Linked DNA regions of Salvelinus alpinus: region 2 is linked to region 1. The links are chromatin contacts, called in public Hi-C maps. All regions are on one chromosome and are shown on one strand. The core of a region is the stretch at or near the end of the contact, and the rest is flanking DNA. Distances in the headings are between cores, read along the strand shown. Region 1 holds the start of LOC139542910 (zinc finger protein 512B-like). Region 2 holds the start of prpf6 (PRP6 pre-mRNA processing factor 6 homolog (S. cerevisiae)).

Region 1 (7,247 bases), core at 1,201-3,700:
CTTTGAACATTGACGTTTGAGCAACATGGATGAACGTCTAATTCTGATGTGAGACTGTGAGAGCTAGTTGGACATGCACACACACACGCCCTGGACCATGTGTATTACAAGGCAAGGGAGGTATATTGCTCAACCCAGGTTTAACTTCTTCCTCTGTAAAGATATGGGTAGATCCATATTGCTAGAGAAGCAGGGATGAGGGTGTGATACAAGATTCGTAAAATAGGCCAGAGCGCCAGACAGACATGATGCACATTCACTGTCCTAAGATATACATACAGTATATGTCAGTGGAGGCTGCTGAGGGGTGGAAGGCTCATTATAATGGCTGGAAGGGAGTCATCGGAATGGTACAAAAAAACACATAAAAGATGTTGTTTCCATGTGGTTGATACCATTTCATTGACTCCATTCCAGCCATTATTATGAGCCGTCCTCTACTGATATATGTACACTGTCTATTGTGTCCCTATTGTGACTTGCCCTCATTGTCATGTCTATAACACTGTTGACACTAAAACAAATTCATTTTTATTCATTTGCTGATTGATGTACCATGGTTGATTTCTGATTTGCAATACAGTTTTTAATTCAACTAAATGTTATTCTATATTCACAGTAGCTTACTATACACCCAGAGCAGTGAACGCACAACTTCCACACACAGTCAAGGCACTGTTAGGACTGCCAGGGAGATAAGCCACACACACACGCACGCACGCACGCACACGCACACACACACACACACACACACACACACACACACACACACACACACACACACACACACACACACACACAGGTTCTGAGTTAAGTAATACCACTTTATTACTGTCATACTACAAGACTGTTCCTGCTACATTACAGCTATTGGCTATGATCCCGCTACGTTAGCAGTACGACATACATTTGATAGTCTACTAACCTAGTCCTGACAGTTATAAATCAGTACATCATACAGCTGGCTGAAACCAAAGCAGAACCCCAGAAACAGCTGCAAAGTGAAAGAGCGGAGGTATTTTGGGAATTGAACACTTCCACATAAAAACACTTTGATGTTTGAAGGCTGCACAGACACATTGCCCTATTCACCTCCTAGGTCACATAGGCTGCAACAGCAGTTTGACTTGCTTCTGTCTCCTCTACTTGAAGATGGTTACATTGCAGCAACATTGTTTGTGGACTGTTTCGATTGATACATTGGTGCATTCGAATGCTGCTGACTACAATGTTTACAGTTCCGTTGATTAATAATAGGGACCTGGGCTTCTAGAAGGCCACACCTACCTGCAATGTCGGGAGTCACCCAACACGAGCAGCCGGGTGGCCCGGGTCACCCACGTGGGGGTCAGGCGGTAGGGCTACACCTCGCGCGGTATATGCGCCTTTCCCGGTTTTACATGGCCATCACACCTGCTGTTCCAAGCGGGTCTGGTCGGGGGCTTCGATGGAGACGGACTGACAGTCGTCACGGTCGTTAGCCACGCGCCTAGTCCCCGTTTTGAATCCGAGGAAAGATGAGGGGAGATGAAGAAGATGAGGAAGAGGGAGGAGGAGGGGGGGAAAGGAGATGCCAATTAAAATCCTAAAGACGTTCACCTTATTTCCAGACTCCACTTTTCCCCCTTTCGTGCATTAATATGGCAACCACGAGGCACTTCTTTAATCTCAATCGTCTCGTTGGAAAACTCAAGAAATATGAATATCAGGAGACACGCAGGAAAGATAGAGACGTCTCCGACTCCTTGAAGAAAACATTAAAATACAATAAGGTTTTATATAGGCAGTGAAGCAAAATGGCGACTTTAATATGAAGGAGGAGTAAAAAAAAAAATCCTTGCAATGGCTGGAGCTAAAGGGAGTCACAAAAATATGTTTAGTGCAGTAATTTTCAACAGCTGCAAGCGAGTTGGTTAGAGTAAAAGAAAATGAACCAGAGGAAAAAAGGAATTAAAAGATTCGACCTCGGTCGCTTTCGGTGCAGTCTGCGGTTCCTTACCTCGGGATTATTTCGGGGTTTTATACGGAAATTATCTTCGCGGCCGTGTACAGTAATAGGCTACAGTAATGTGTGTTGAGTCATGCGCGTATCCACTCTTCCTTTGACAGCTGCAACTACAGTCTTCTGGCAACTTGCAAACTCTCGCGTTATTATTATTTTTATCGCGCAAATAATATTCGGGATTTATGCCTAATAAACCCGATTTTGTATCGATACCAAACTGACGGTTTGATGCGGCTCATCTGACGTAACGCCGTGCGGTCATGACGAAAAAGGGTTAGGATAAATTCTTAAAACCAGCCTCACTAAACGTTTTAATCTGGTAATGTTAGGCTACTAAATTATCATTCGGCCTTTATCGTTAATATTCAGGTAGTCAACTGCGCACAGCCTTAGATTGTCAATTGTCGTTGTGCTGTTTCGTCGGTATCATGCCAGTCCATGGCAATCCAAAAAATAGTCCACTCGTAGGCTATAGCAATCGAAACTTGCATAGTGACGCGGGGGCAGAGTAGAATCGGCTATAGGCTACCTATTCTGCTCTATCAGAAACGGATCAATCGATTTAATATGGGATGTTAAATAGGTTGTTCGATGATGTAGACTGTTATGGTTGGGCATTGCTGATTTGTCATTTTATTCCAACACAGTGAAGGCTAATGCAATTTCGAAGGTCACTTGCTTTGAAAGTTTCTCTTATTTTGCCCACTAATGAATTATTATTATTGCTATTACTAAATCAGCAAGCTTCTGCAAGAGCAGCTAAATGTTCCCCATTATACTCTGATATGATATGTATAACACGTGGCCCTCACTCATGCAGCCACTGAATCATAGCCACTTACAGTGGGCTCACACAACCAGAGGAGACTCTCTCAGATGTGATTGGTGCCAGTCAGCATGACCTAATATTTCTTATAAGTGGAAATCATCAGAAACAATGACGTAAACCATGTACACTGGCTGTTCCCCTAAACCCCCAGAAGAGGGCAGGGTTTACTCATTTTAGGGCCTGGCAACGTCAGAGCCCAAGCAGGGTACAGTATATAAAATGTATCCTTCCTTTCGACCACTCTAAAGTAGTTACTGATGAGACATGACTGGACAGTGAAAGCTATATGCCCTTGCTTTCACTTGTCCAATTACATTAGATCAGTTATGTTAGGCCTACGTCAAGGAGCGAATGATTAAGGATGCCGTTTTAATTTCTTTAATCACATTCCTTCTCTAAATATATATATATATGTTAATTTCTTCTCTGTTTCTCTTCGGCTGCGTTTAGACAGACAGCCCAATTCAGATATTATTTTTTAAACTAATTGGTCTTTTGTGAAAAGATTTGATGTGATTGGTCAAAAGATCAATTAGTGGAAAAATATTATCAGAATTTGGCTGCCTGTGTGAATGCAGCCTTCCTCTCAACTGATTAGAAATGGTTTGTAGAGGGCAAGATAACATGACCAAAACCTGCCGCCCTTTCACCTGCCATTCACCCATTGCAGTTGCATTAGAGCTTTACAGTGGGGAGCTACGTTCAATTTCTACCAGATTCTCTAATTTGCTCCAAGATTATTATTTACATTTTTTTTTATCTACCCCTCACATGAAATGTTCATACATTAGATATCCAGTAGATGGAAGTGTTGCCTCACTACTGGGTCCTGTAAGACTGTAATATAGTCGGCTACATTGTCATATGACCACTGGAGAACATGTGTCCTTGTTGATGGCTGTCCACTGAGTAGGCCTAGTCGCCAGTCACTGAAAATACCCTGGTACCTAGTTTTTACTGTTTCAAAGTGCTGGGGTAGGATCTCGGTTTGCAGTTTGAGATAAACACATTGATGGTGTTTTCCATTGGAATATAGCAGAGAAGACAAAAAAAAGTACCTTAGCTTTGGGGATTGAAGTGGCAAAAAAATGACCCCAGATGAGTATATCCCACAGACACATTAGGAGAAATCCGCAGGACTCAATCTCAAATAAATGGGGAGGGTTGACCCTGCCCATCAATCTTCTTCCTCTCTTACAAAATATTAGACCACAGGTTGATGGCAGTCAATAAATTCCTCGGAGCAACAGTACTATCCCAGTGTATGGAGCTACGTCCTACTGTGCCCCTGCTCTGTGTTTTAATGTAACCTAACTGAATGGTTATTGCAGGATCCTGGTTGACAGACCATAAATCCCGTACAGTGATTTACTCCTCTCTTTCTCTGCTGAGCAGGCACACGCCTGGTTAATAGCTAATAAAAGCTGTCAGGTGTACAACCTGTACTACCATTGGCAACTAGAGGGGAGCTGTGTTCTACTCTGCATGTGGCGTCAATCAATGAGGTTTCAAATGGATAATCTGTCCTTCTGTGTGACAGAGGCAGAAAGAGGAGTGAGAACGTGTTGTGGGATTAAAGAATAGCAACCATGATTTAGAAGCCACTGTTTAAGAAACACAGACCTCCAAACCACCTTGGGCATCACTAAGCTCATTTATATCTGAGGAGAGAGAGAGAGAGAAATAAGAAAGGATGGAATAAGAAAGAGAGATAGGGAGAGAAAAGAACACATAAACTGAGGTTATAAACACTTAGAGTCCTCTCTCCCTAACTGCCTGCTCCACAGCTATACAGTCTATCACCTCTACCTATCCACCCATAATGAGATGTCACATAGCTGACAGGACCTGTTTACCATAGAACCATCCATATGATAATGATTTACATGTAATTAGGCAGGGAGATGCTTGGTATCACCCAGTAATTGTCTCCCAGCAGTAAGCCAGACAGCCAGCGAGGCAGGATGGTGACAGGAGAAACTGCTTAGTATTCACTAACATGACTCAGCCACTGAGTGACAGGTGGGGGCGCAGGTGCAAGGTGCCAGACACGCTTCGTTTGGACAGGTGTGACGTCCTCTCTCCCTTTCCATCTCTGATTTTTCCTCTCTCCCTCCCTCACTTCCTTTGTTTCTCATTTAAATGTTTCTGTCCATCCTGTTTTCTCTCTTTTCATCTCCATCTATTCCAATCCTTGTGTATATCTCTCTATTCTATCCATTTGTCCTCTACCACTCTCTCCTTCTCTTTTCTGTGTAAACATCTCTCCCTAGGGCACCAGACAACAGAACAGGTGCAGAAGGAGGAATAGAGAGAGACCTCACCAGACTGTTACCAGAGAAAGGAGAAGTGAAAATACAGGAATATTAAATAATGGCCATCTAATTGTTTGTCCTAGCCAACTGCCCCAACTTTCTTCAATAATGGTCTATATCACAATAGACAGTGTGAAGCCAGTTGCAGAGAAAGAGAAAAACAGAGAGGAAGATAGAGGGAGAGGAAGATCAAGGGAGCGGCAGATAGAGGGAGATAAGGAGAGACAGATCTACAAAGGTAGAGAGAGGCAGATAGAGGGAGATAAGGAGAGACAGATCTACAAAGGTAGAGAGAGGCAGATAGAGGGAGATAAGGAGAGACAGATCTACAAAGGTAGAGAGAGGCAGATAGAGGGAGATAAGGAGAGACAGATCTACAAAGGTAGAGAGAGGCAGATAGAGGGAGATAAGGAGAGACAGATCTACAAAGGTAGAGAGAGGCAGATAGAGGGAGATAAGGAGAGACAGATCTACAAAGGTAGAGAGAGGCAGATAGAGGGAGATAAGGAGAGACAGATCTACAAAGGTAGAGAGAGGCAGATAGAGGGAGATAAGGAGAGACAGATCTACAAAGGTAGAGAGAGGCAGATAGAGGGAGATAAGGAGAGACAGATCTACAAAGGTAGAGAGAGGCAGATAGAGGGAGATAAGGAGAGACAGATCTACAAAGGTAGAGAGAGGCAGATAGAGGGAGATAAGGAGAGACAGATCTACAAAGGTAGAGAGAGGCAGATAGAGGGAGATAAGGAGAGACAGATCTACAAAGGTATAGAGAGGCAGATAGAGGGAGATAAGGAGAGACAGATCTACAAAGGTAGAGAGAGGCAGATAGAGGGAGATAAGGAGAGACAGATCTACAAAGGTAGAGAGAGGCAGATAGAGGGAGATAAGGAGAGACAGATCTACAAAGGTAGAGAGAGGCAGATAGAGGGAGATAAGGAGAGACAGATCTACAAAGGTAGAGAGAGGCAGAGAGAGAAACACAGAGGCAGAGCAAGAGTGAGAGAGAGAGTTAAAATAGAGCGAGAGAGTTAAAAGATAGAGTTAGAAGCGAGAGTTAGAAGAGATATAGTTAAAAGAGAGAGAGTAAGAGGAGATAGATAGAGTTGAGAGAGTTAAGAGAGAGAGTTAAAAGAGATAACAGTTAAAAGAGAGACTTAGAAGAGATAGAGTTAAAAGAGAGAGAGTTAAATGAGAGCGAGAGAGAGTTGAGAGAGAGAGTTAGAAGGAGAGTTAAAAGAGAGAGTTAGAAGAGATAAGAGTTAAAAGAGAGAGTTAGAAAAGATAAGAGTTAAAATATTGAGTTGAGAGAGAGAGTTAGAAGGAGAGTTAAAAGAGAGAGTTAGAAGAGATAGAGTTAAGAGAGAGAGTTAAAATATTGAGTTGAGAGAGTTAAAAGAGAGAGTTAGAAGGAGAGTTAAAAGAGATAAGAGTTAAAAGAGAGAGTTAGAAGAGATAGAGTTAAGAGAGAGAGTTAGTAGAGATAAGAGTTAAAAAAGAGAGCTAAGAGAGAGAGTAAGAAGAGAAACAGTTAAAAGAGAGAGTTAAATGAGAGAGAGAGTTAAAAAAAGAGAGTTAAAAAAGATAGAGTTAAAAGAGAGAGTTAGAAGAGATAAGCGTTAATAGAGAGAGTTAAAAGAGATAAGAGTTAAAAAAGAGAACTAAGAGAGAGAGTAAGAAGAGATAGAGTTGAGAGAGAGTTAAGAGAGAGAGAGTTAAATGAGAGAGAGCATAGAGAGAGTTAAAATAGAGAGAGAGTTAAAAGATAGTTAAAAGAAAGAGTTAGAAGAGATAAGAGTTAAAAGAGAGTGAGAGTTAAAAGAGAGAGTTAGAAGATATATAGTTAAGAGAGAGTTAAGAGAGAGAGTTAAAATAGAGAGTTAGAAGAGATAAGAGTTAAAAAAGAGAACTAAGAGAGAGAGTAAGAAGAGAAACAGTTAAAAGAGAGAGAGTTAAGAGAGATAGAGTTAAAAGAGAGAGAGTGTTAATAACACAACTCAGGAGTATTTATTCTCTCAGTGCCCTGTCTCTCCAGCAGAAACTACAGTTTAATAAAACAACTCAGGAGTATTTATTCTCTCAGTGCCCTGTCTCTCCA
Region 2 (7,247 bases), core at 1,559-4,058, 170 kb after region 1:
ATTGAGAACGCATCCTGGTATTCCATCTGGCCAGGTGGCCTTGCGACTGTTAACCTGTGTGAGTGTTAAGACTGTGTGATCATTGAGATCACACAGTCATCTGGAACAAAGGGGCTTTCACGCAAGACTCAGTGTTGTATTCCTCGAAGCAAGCATAAAAGGCATTTAGTTCGTTTGGAAGATATGCATCACTGGGCATTTTATGGCTAGGTTTCCCTCTGTAATCCATTATCGTCTGCAAGCCCTGCCACATGCAACGAGCGTCAGAGCCGGTGTAATAGGATTCCACCTTTCTCCTACACTGAGTGTACAAAACATTAGGAACACCTGCTCTTTCCATGACATGGACTGACCAGGTGAATCCAGGTGAACTCTATGATCCCTTATTGATGTCACTTGTTAAATCCACTTCAATCGGTGTAGATGAAGGGGAGGAGACAGGTTAAAGAAGGATTTTTAAGCCTTGAGACAATTGAGAAATGGATTGTGTATGTGTGCCATTCAGAGGGTGAACGGGCAAGACAAAAGATTTAAGTGCCTTTGAACGGGTATGGTAGTAGGTACCAGGCGCACCGGTTTGTGTCAAGAATTGCACTGCTGCTGGGTTTTTCACGCTCAACAGTTTCCTGTGTGTATCAAGAATGGTTCACCACCCAAACATTGTAGTCAACATGAGCCAGCATCCCTTTTGAACGCTTTCGACACCTCGAAGAGTCCGTGCCCTGGCAAATTGAGGCTGTTCTGAGGGCAAAAGGGGGTGCAACTCAATATTAGGAAGGTGTTCCTAATGTTTTGTCCACTCAGTGTATATTGTCATTTTGCGTGTTTGATGTCTTGTCAGAGGTCGTACGGGCTTTCTTTCGTCCATGTCACTGTCCTGTTCCTTGTAAGCGGTAGCTTTACCATTTAGCCCAGTGTGAATATTGCCTGTAATCCATCAAAGTGAGACAACATCCATTATCTCTGCTGGCTACAAGGACCACCGCCATGCTAGACTCTCTCTGTGTGTGTGTGTGTGTGTGTGTGTGTGTGTGTGTGTGTGTGTGTGTGTGTGTGTGTGTGTGTGTGTGTGTGTGTGTGTGTGTGTGTGTGTGTGTGTGTGTGTGTGTGTGTGTGTGTGTGTGTGTGTGTGTGTGTGTGTGTGTGTGTGTGTGTGTGTGTGTGTGTGACAGACATGGTGTTCTCGTTTTCTCCTCCATGCATGTTTGTGTCTGTGCGTGTCAGCAGAGAGATGTAGCTTGTTTACCACAAATATCCTACAACACGAATAGAGAAGACAAGGTGATGCAAGTTCCAAAAATACCTTTTATTGCGACTCACTGCTCATCCACTGATTTCATCTGGCATTGAGTCATATCTGCATCTGCCAAGGCTGACCTCAAACAAAGGTGACTGAATGCATTCAGAACAGTAACCAGGGGATTAGATGTGGACATGGATTTGACACGCAGGGTTTTCTTGATCATTAACCTCAATCAGCATTACTGACGAGTGGTTTCCCTCTAATGACACGGACCTGGATCGCTGGATCACAGACAGACAGACAGACAGCAGTTAAACATATTCAGTTAGACAATCTATCATAATTTTGTATGAAGAATATACTATCAATTCAATATCAACTATTTCCGTACACCTCGGCAATGGTTAACTGAGGCTCTCAGCTCCTGGCTCCCGGCTTTCAGTAATGGGGCTCCCGAGTGGCGCAGTGGTCTAAGGCACTGCATCTCAGTGCTAGAGGTGTACTACAGACACCCTGGTACGAATCCAGGCTGTATCACAACCGACCATGATTGTGAGTCCCATAGAGCGGTGCACATTTGGCCGGTGTAGGCAGTAAGTAAGAATTTGCTCTTAACTGACTTTTCTATTTAAAACAAAGGTTAAATACAAAATGAAACCAGGTCTGTGAAGTTTTGCGGCTCTTTGGATCTATGAAATGGTTCTGGGCTGTTGAAGCCATACATCCTCTAATGCAGCTGACAGCGAATTTTCATCACAGAATCTTCTCCCAGAAGTGAAATAATGTCTGCCCTGGAGGCAAATTAAATGAAGAGAAATGAACATGCTGAGAACTTGGCTGTAGATGGCTAAAGTTAAAGGTGATGGAATCAAATTGATGCATAGGCGGAGGTACCTCATCACAAGACAGACAGCACAGAAACGTCATATTAGGTTGTAATTACATTTATCGCAGTGAGCCCGTCCTGTGATTGACAATGGACCGCCCAAGAAGGCTTTAGTGTCCATGTTAGACTGGTTTGATATATATTAGATAGTGCATCTCTGTCAAAATGTATGCCAATTAATTTTAAAACACTGTTTAAAATGTGTCGGCCAATCAGCTGTGTTTTTAAATTGGTTCTCTCAAGAAATAGGACAGTGTCGACTTTCATTATGTCAATAATGGTGAAATGCAGACTCAAAATGACCTGGCTGTCAAACCAGATAGGCTGAGGTAGCCTAATGAGCTTCTGTTGATGAGGGCTAGCAGATTCACTCAACTATGTGCTGATCAAATACATGACCCGAAACCAATGCATATTTATTCCCTGTAGTTACAGGTAGACTTAATAAACCATTTAGACTCCAAATTCCAGTTGCCATGTCTGGGATGTGTGCAATGGGCCTAAAGTAGGCTATTCTCCTAGCCTGCACATTTTCCTGTAGTCTGCTGCACTCTGCTGGTAGAGCATGGCAGTAGTAGTTGTAGAGCGCCACAGGGGGCGCTGCTGCAGACCAATGTCATGATTGTAAAAGGAAGTGCGTATGTTATTGTTTCAAAAGTTCCAGTCTGCCGGAAGCTCATACGAAGAAGATTATTCCGGAAGTGAACCCGTTCTTATTATACCTTAGTGAGTGAACCGCGTTGTCTGTATAACTAGCCACGATGGCTAGCAGAGATGGAAACTATAATAACAGAAATCAAAATGATGGTAGAGGCTCTAGGGGCGGTGGACAGAATTTCGGTAGAGGCTCCGGTGGCCGCGGGCAGAATGATGGTAGAGGCTTTGGGGGCGGCGGGCAGAATTCTGGTAGAGGCTCTGGAGGTGGCCGGGGTGGCGGGCGTAATGCCGATCCCCCGCCAATGCCCATGTCCTCCCCGCTCATGGGCAAGAAGAAAAAGCCCTTCCTTGGGATGGCCGCGCCGCTAGGCTATGTGCCTGGACTCGGCAGAGGGTAAGCAGGCATGATGTTAGTTAGCTTAGCCACATAGCTAGCTAGCTACAGTAACTAAGCCACCTTAAATCTTGAATTTGGCTGGCAATCAAGTACTTGTACCTAAATCTTGCTAATAGTGTTAAGATGCAATACGTCTAAAATTCCTTCTTTCTTGTTATTAAGTAACGTTAGTAACTACTTGTGCACCAATGCAATGTTTGGCTCGCAATCTACCTATGTAAACCCTCCAGAACCAGACTGAAACAAAAACTACAGAGGCTGTGGTCTCCAGAAGCAGGATTGAAGATAGCCAGCGTTCTGACCAGCTTGCTTACAACTGCACTAGGGTCTGACAGACTTCCAGTGTAGATTAAGACACCGCTGAGCCAACCCGAGATATGGCTCGGAAAATGTATCTCGATACAGGGATGAGAAATGAGTTATACTCCGAATTGCCCCATTATCCCAACTGAACTATTACAACAACCGCAATTTTTTTTAGCAGTCGTTTAATCTTCTCGGTGTAACAGTTGGGATAATGGGACAATTTGAAGAACACCACATTTCTCATCCCTGGATTGAGGTATGTTTTCCAAGCCATCTCTCGCACCTGCTCTGCTGTGTAATACTCTACACAGGAAGCCTGTCTGACCCTAGTGCAGGTGAAAGCAAGCGGGTCGGATCTGCTGGCTAGATTGAAGAATAATGTTCTAGTCTGTTGTTGAATCTCTCCATCTAACTCTACCTCTTCTGTCTCCAGAGCCACAGGTTTCACCACCCGGTCTGATATCGGTCCCGCTCGAGATGCCAACGACCCGGTAGATGACCGCCATGCTCCCCCGGGGCAGAGGACGGTGGGGGACAAGATGAAGAAGAACCAGGAAGATGACGAAGAGGATCTGAATGACACCAACTATGATGAGGTGCTTGTTTATACATGACACCCAAGAACAAGTTCAGGCAAAGCTCAGCTCTCAACGTATTGTAACATCTGCCTCTGCCCACTTTGTCTCAGTTTAACGGCTATGCTGGCAGTCTGTTCTCCAGTGGACCCTATGAGAAAGACGACGAAGAGGCAGATGCTATCTACGCAGCTCTGGACAAGAGGATGGACGAACGACGCAAGGAGAGAAGGTGAGAGAAGAGACTTCCATGTGTTTATTAGTGTGGGTTACTGCTCCTGAGGGGGTGTGTGTGTGTGTGTGTTACTGCTCTGTTGTGTTAACCCAGTCTGTCCTGTGTGGTCCCCAGGGAGCTGAGGGAGAAGGATGAGATAGAGAAGTACCGTATGGAGCGCCCCAAGATCCAGCAGCAGTTCTCTGACCTCAAGGTTGGTCACTGTGTTCACATGGCAACAGAGTCAACTCTCCTGTACTGTCTCTGAGCAGTCCTACCTTTAAATCTGCCAAAGACACAATTTCCATCTCTTAATGGATAATGACATTGAAAGCAATACATATATTCTACATTCTCTCTCCCTTTCTCTCTCTCTGGCTCTCGGTCTCTGTGTGTAGAGGAAGCTGTCAGGAATGTCAGATGAGGAGTGGCTGAGTATCCCGGAGGTTGGCGATGCCAGGAACAAGCGCCAGAGGAACCCGCGCTATGAGAAACTCACCCCTGTACCAGACAGCTTCTTCTCCAAACACCTGACCACAGGAGACAAGCACACCACCGTGGACCCACTGCAGGGGGTTAGTAACGTTACATGCACAGAAGCAGACACACACTCAAGCATACTCACCAACTTCTAAGGGTCATGCATCGCCGTACTCTCATACCACGCTCTCTCTGTTTTGTCACATGTTGCAGTTTCATTATGTGCCTGTAGGAGTCAACTTCTGCTGAAACATTCTCCAAATCCTACCTAGGGCTGTTGGGGAGACTGTATTACCGCCACACCGGCAGTCACGAGTCATGACCGCAGTAAAATTCCATGTGACTGTCGAGTCACAGTAATCTCCTCTTATGCACTCTGGACATGCTTCGGTAGTACCCAACTTGCTAACGATCATTGGGTCCTGATGGCCTGGTCCTCAGGGCTCTATTGTCCCTCCATCAGGTCCCGATGGCCTGGTACTCAGGGCTCTATTGTCCCTCCATCAGGTCCTAATGGCCTGGTACTCAGGGCTGTATTGTCCCTCCATCAGGTCCTAATGGCCTGGTACTCAGGGCTGTATTGTCCCTCCATCAGGTCCTAATGGCCTGGTACTCAGGGCTCTATTGTCCCTCCATCAGGTCCTAATGGCCTGGTACTCAGGGCTCTATTGTCCCTCCATCAGGTCCTAATGGCCTGGTACTCAGGGCTCTTGTCCCTCTAACCACTCTGACATCAATGTAAATGCTTTCTACGGTGATGATTAATTCAAAACACCCATACTATTAGAGCTTATGCATGGTCTTATGATCGTGCCCTTATACAATACATATTATGCATGACAAAAAACATCAAACAAAACTGATTTAAGATGTCTTTGGTACATAGTTGGTCTGGCCTTTGAGTGTGGACTGTATTATTATGCATACTGGATCGACTGGTCACCTTATGCTCCAAAATGTCTATCCATGAGTCTGGGAGAGAACGTATAGCCCTAGGCTGATTGTGCAGGGCGGCTTACAGTTAGCCTACAATTAGTAAATTTGTATTTGGTTTTGAATAGCCTAGTAATAGGGCTTTTTTTTCATAATTCAATTGTGACATTACTTTAAGCTATACAGAATATCTCACCACCATGCATTTCCATCTCCCCTCTCCTTTATTTTTTTCTCAAGCGCGCAGGCGGGCTGTCAACAGTTTAGTGAAATTTGTTTAGTTGTGAAAACATGTTACTATCGATGTTCCCGAACAGATTCCACTTGGTTTCCCAAATTAAGCACTTGCTATCTGCAGGATCAAGGTTGAAGGGCCCATGGCATACAGAGTTTGGGTGGAAAATCCCGTCGGGCAGCAAGAGCATGCTCCTCAAACAGTGGTTGATGCGTGGAGTGAAATAAATGGAGTGAAAATTATGTTTATTTCTAAGCACATGCTCCGCTATAAAACCGAAGTAGCCTACAAAAGTGACTGGCGGGAAAGCACGCGGCCTACATTCACTATTCCAGTGCATACAGATGACATGTCTTTTGTCCCCTGTCCATTTGATAATGGGACATTCTAAATCGAAACAAATTTTACATATTAGTAAAGACATGATTATAATTGAGAATTGTCTGATGGGTGAAAATATGATCACTTGATGAGAGAACAGCTGTGCAGCCTGAGGCAAGGAAGAGAGCAAGTCTTTTTTTGCTACTTTCTCAAATCATCAATAGCCTATAGTCCCACCATGCAGCCCATATCTGTTCTGATTTCTAACACATTCTAAGGTTTGTATCATTCACAACTAAGGTTGACAAATAACAAAATCTAGCATATAGGACCTGTTTCAAATGATCACTTTTACACTTACTATAAAATAATGAAACGGGACTTATAAGCATATCTTGTCAGCTAATGGAACAGCCTATGACATGGAGTATAGCCATATAACTAACATACAGTAGGCCAACTCATATTCTGTTCTTCTGAAATACATTTTCTTCATATCATAATGTTTCTTTAGACCTGACTAAAATAAAGAATGGATTTATTGTGAGGGTGTATATTCAGGGTTGGGTAGGTTACTTTCTAAATGGAATCCGTAACAGTTAGTAGTTGTCTAAAATTGTAATCTGTGAAGTAACTTTTGTATTACCCAAACTCAGTAATGTAATCTGATTACATTTGTTTACCTTGAGATTACTTTCCCCTTAAGAGGCATTAGAAGAAGTCAAAAATGTATGTTACCAATTGAACGTCATCTATTGCAGGATAAATCAATGTTAAAGTTTACATATCTGGCCATATATGGATGTTACATTTTGCTTTATGGGTTGTTTATGTAGGCTTCTTCTAACCCATCGCTTTCTACTACATATAATAATACTATTAAATTGTATCTTTACATTAAAAACCAAAGTCTATCAGAATTCCATATTTCCAAGTCCTATTCTTGAAGATCAAGGGGTATTACATTTATTGGACTGACTGGCAGTATAGATTAGCCAAA

What was found. Hi-C and Micro-C count contacts between places; a contact is called where the count stands out from the background.
Region 2: a contact with region 1 is called in a Hi-C map of red muscle, with 9 times the contacts expected there. The contact joins the promoter of prpf6 here to the promoter of LOC139542910 in region 1. A contact is called at or near these places in 2 of 3 Hi-C or Micro-C datasets (muscle and red muscle).

Annotation. Positions count from the first base shown.
Region 1 is chr17:38,207,677-38,214,923 of SLU_Salpinus.1, forward strand. LOC139542910 (zinc finger protein 512B-like) reads right to left here and starts at 2,451. Exons shown (of 18, transcript XM_071348882.1): 1 at 2,000-2,451; 2 at 1,288-1,489.
Region 2 is chr17:38,380,745-38,387,991 of SLU_Salpinus.1, forward strand. It overlaps prpf6 (PRP6 pre-mRNA processing factor 6 homolog (S. cerevisiae)), which reads left to right and starts at 2,809. Exons shown (of 21, transcript XM_071348893.1): 1 at 2,809-3,180; 2 at 3,923-4,085; 3 at 4,178-4,296; 4 at 4,414-4,492; 5 at 4,677-4,853. The coding sequence starts at 2,891.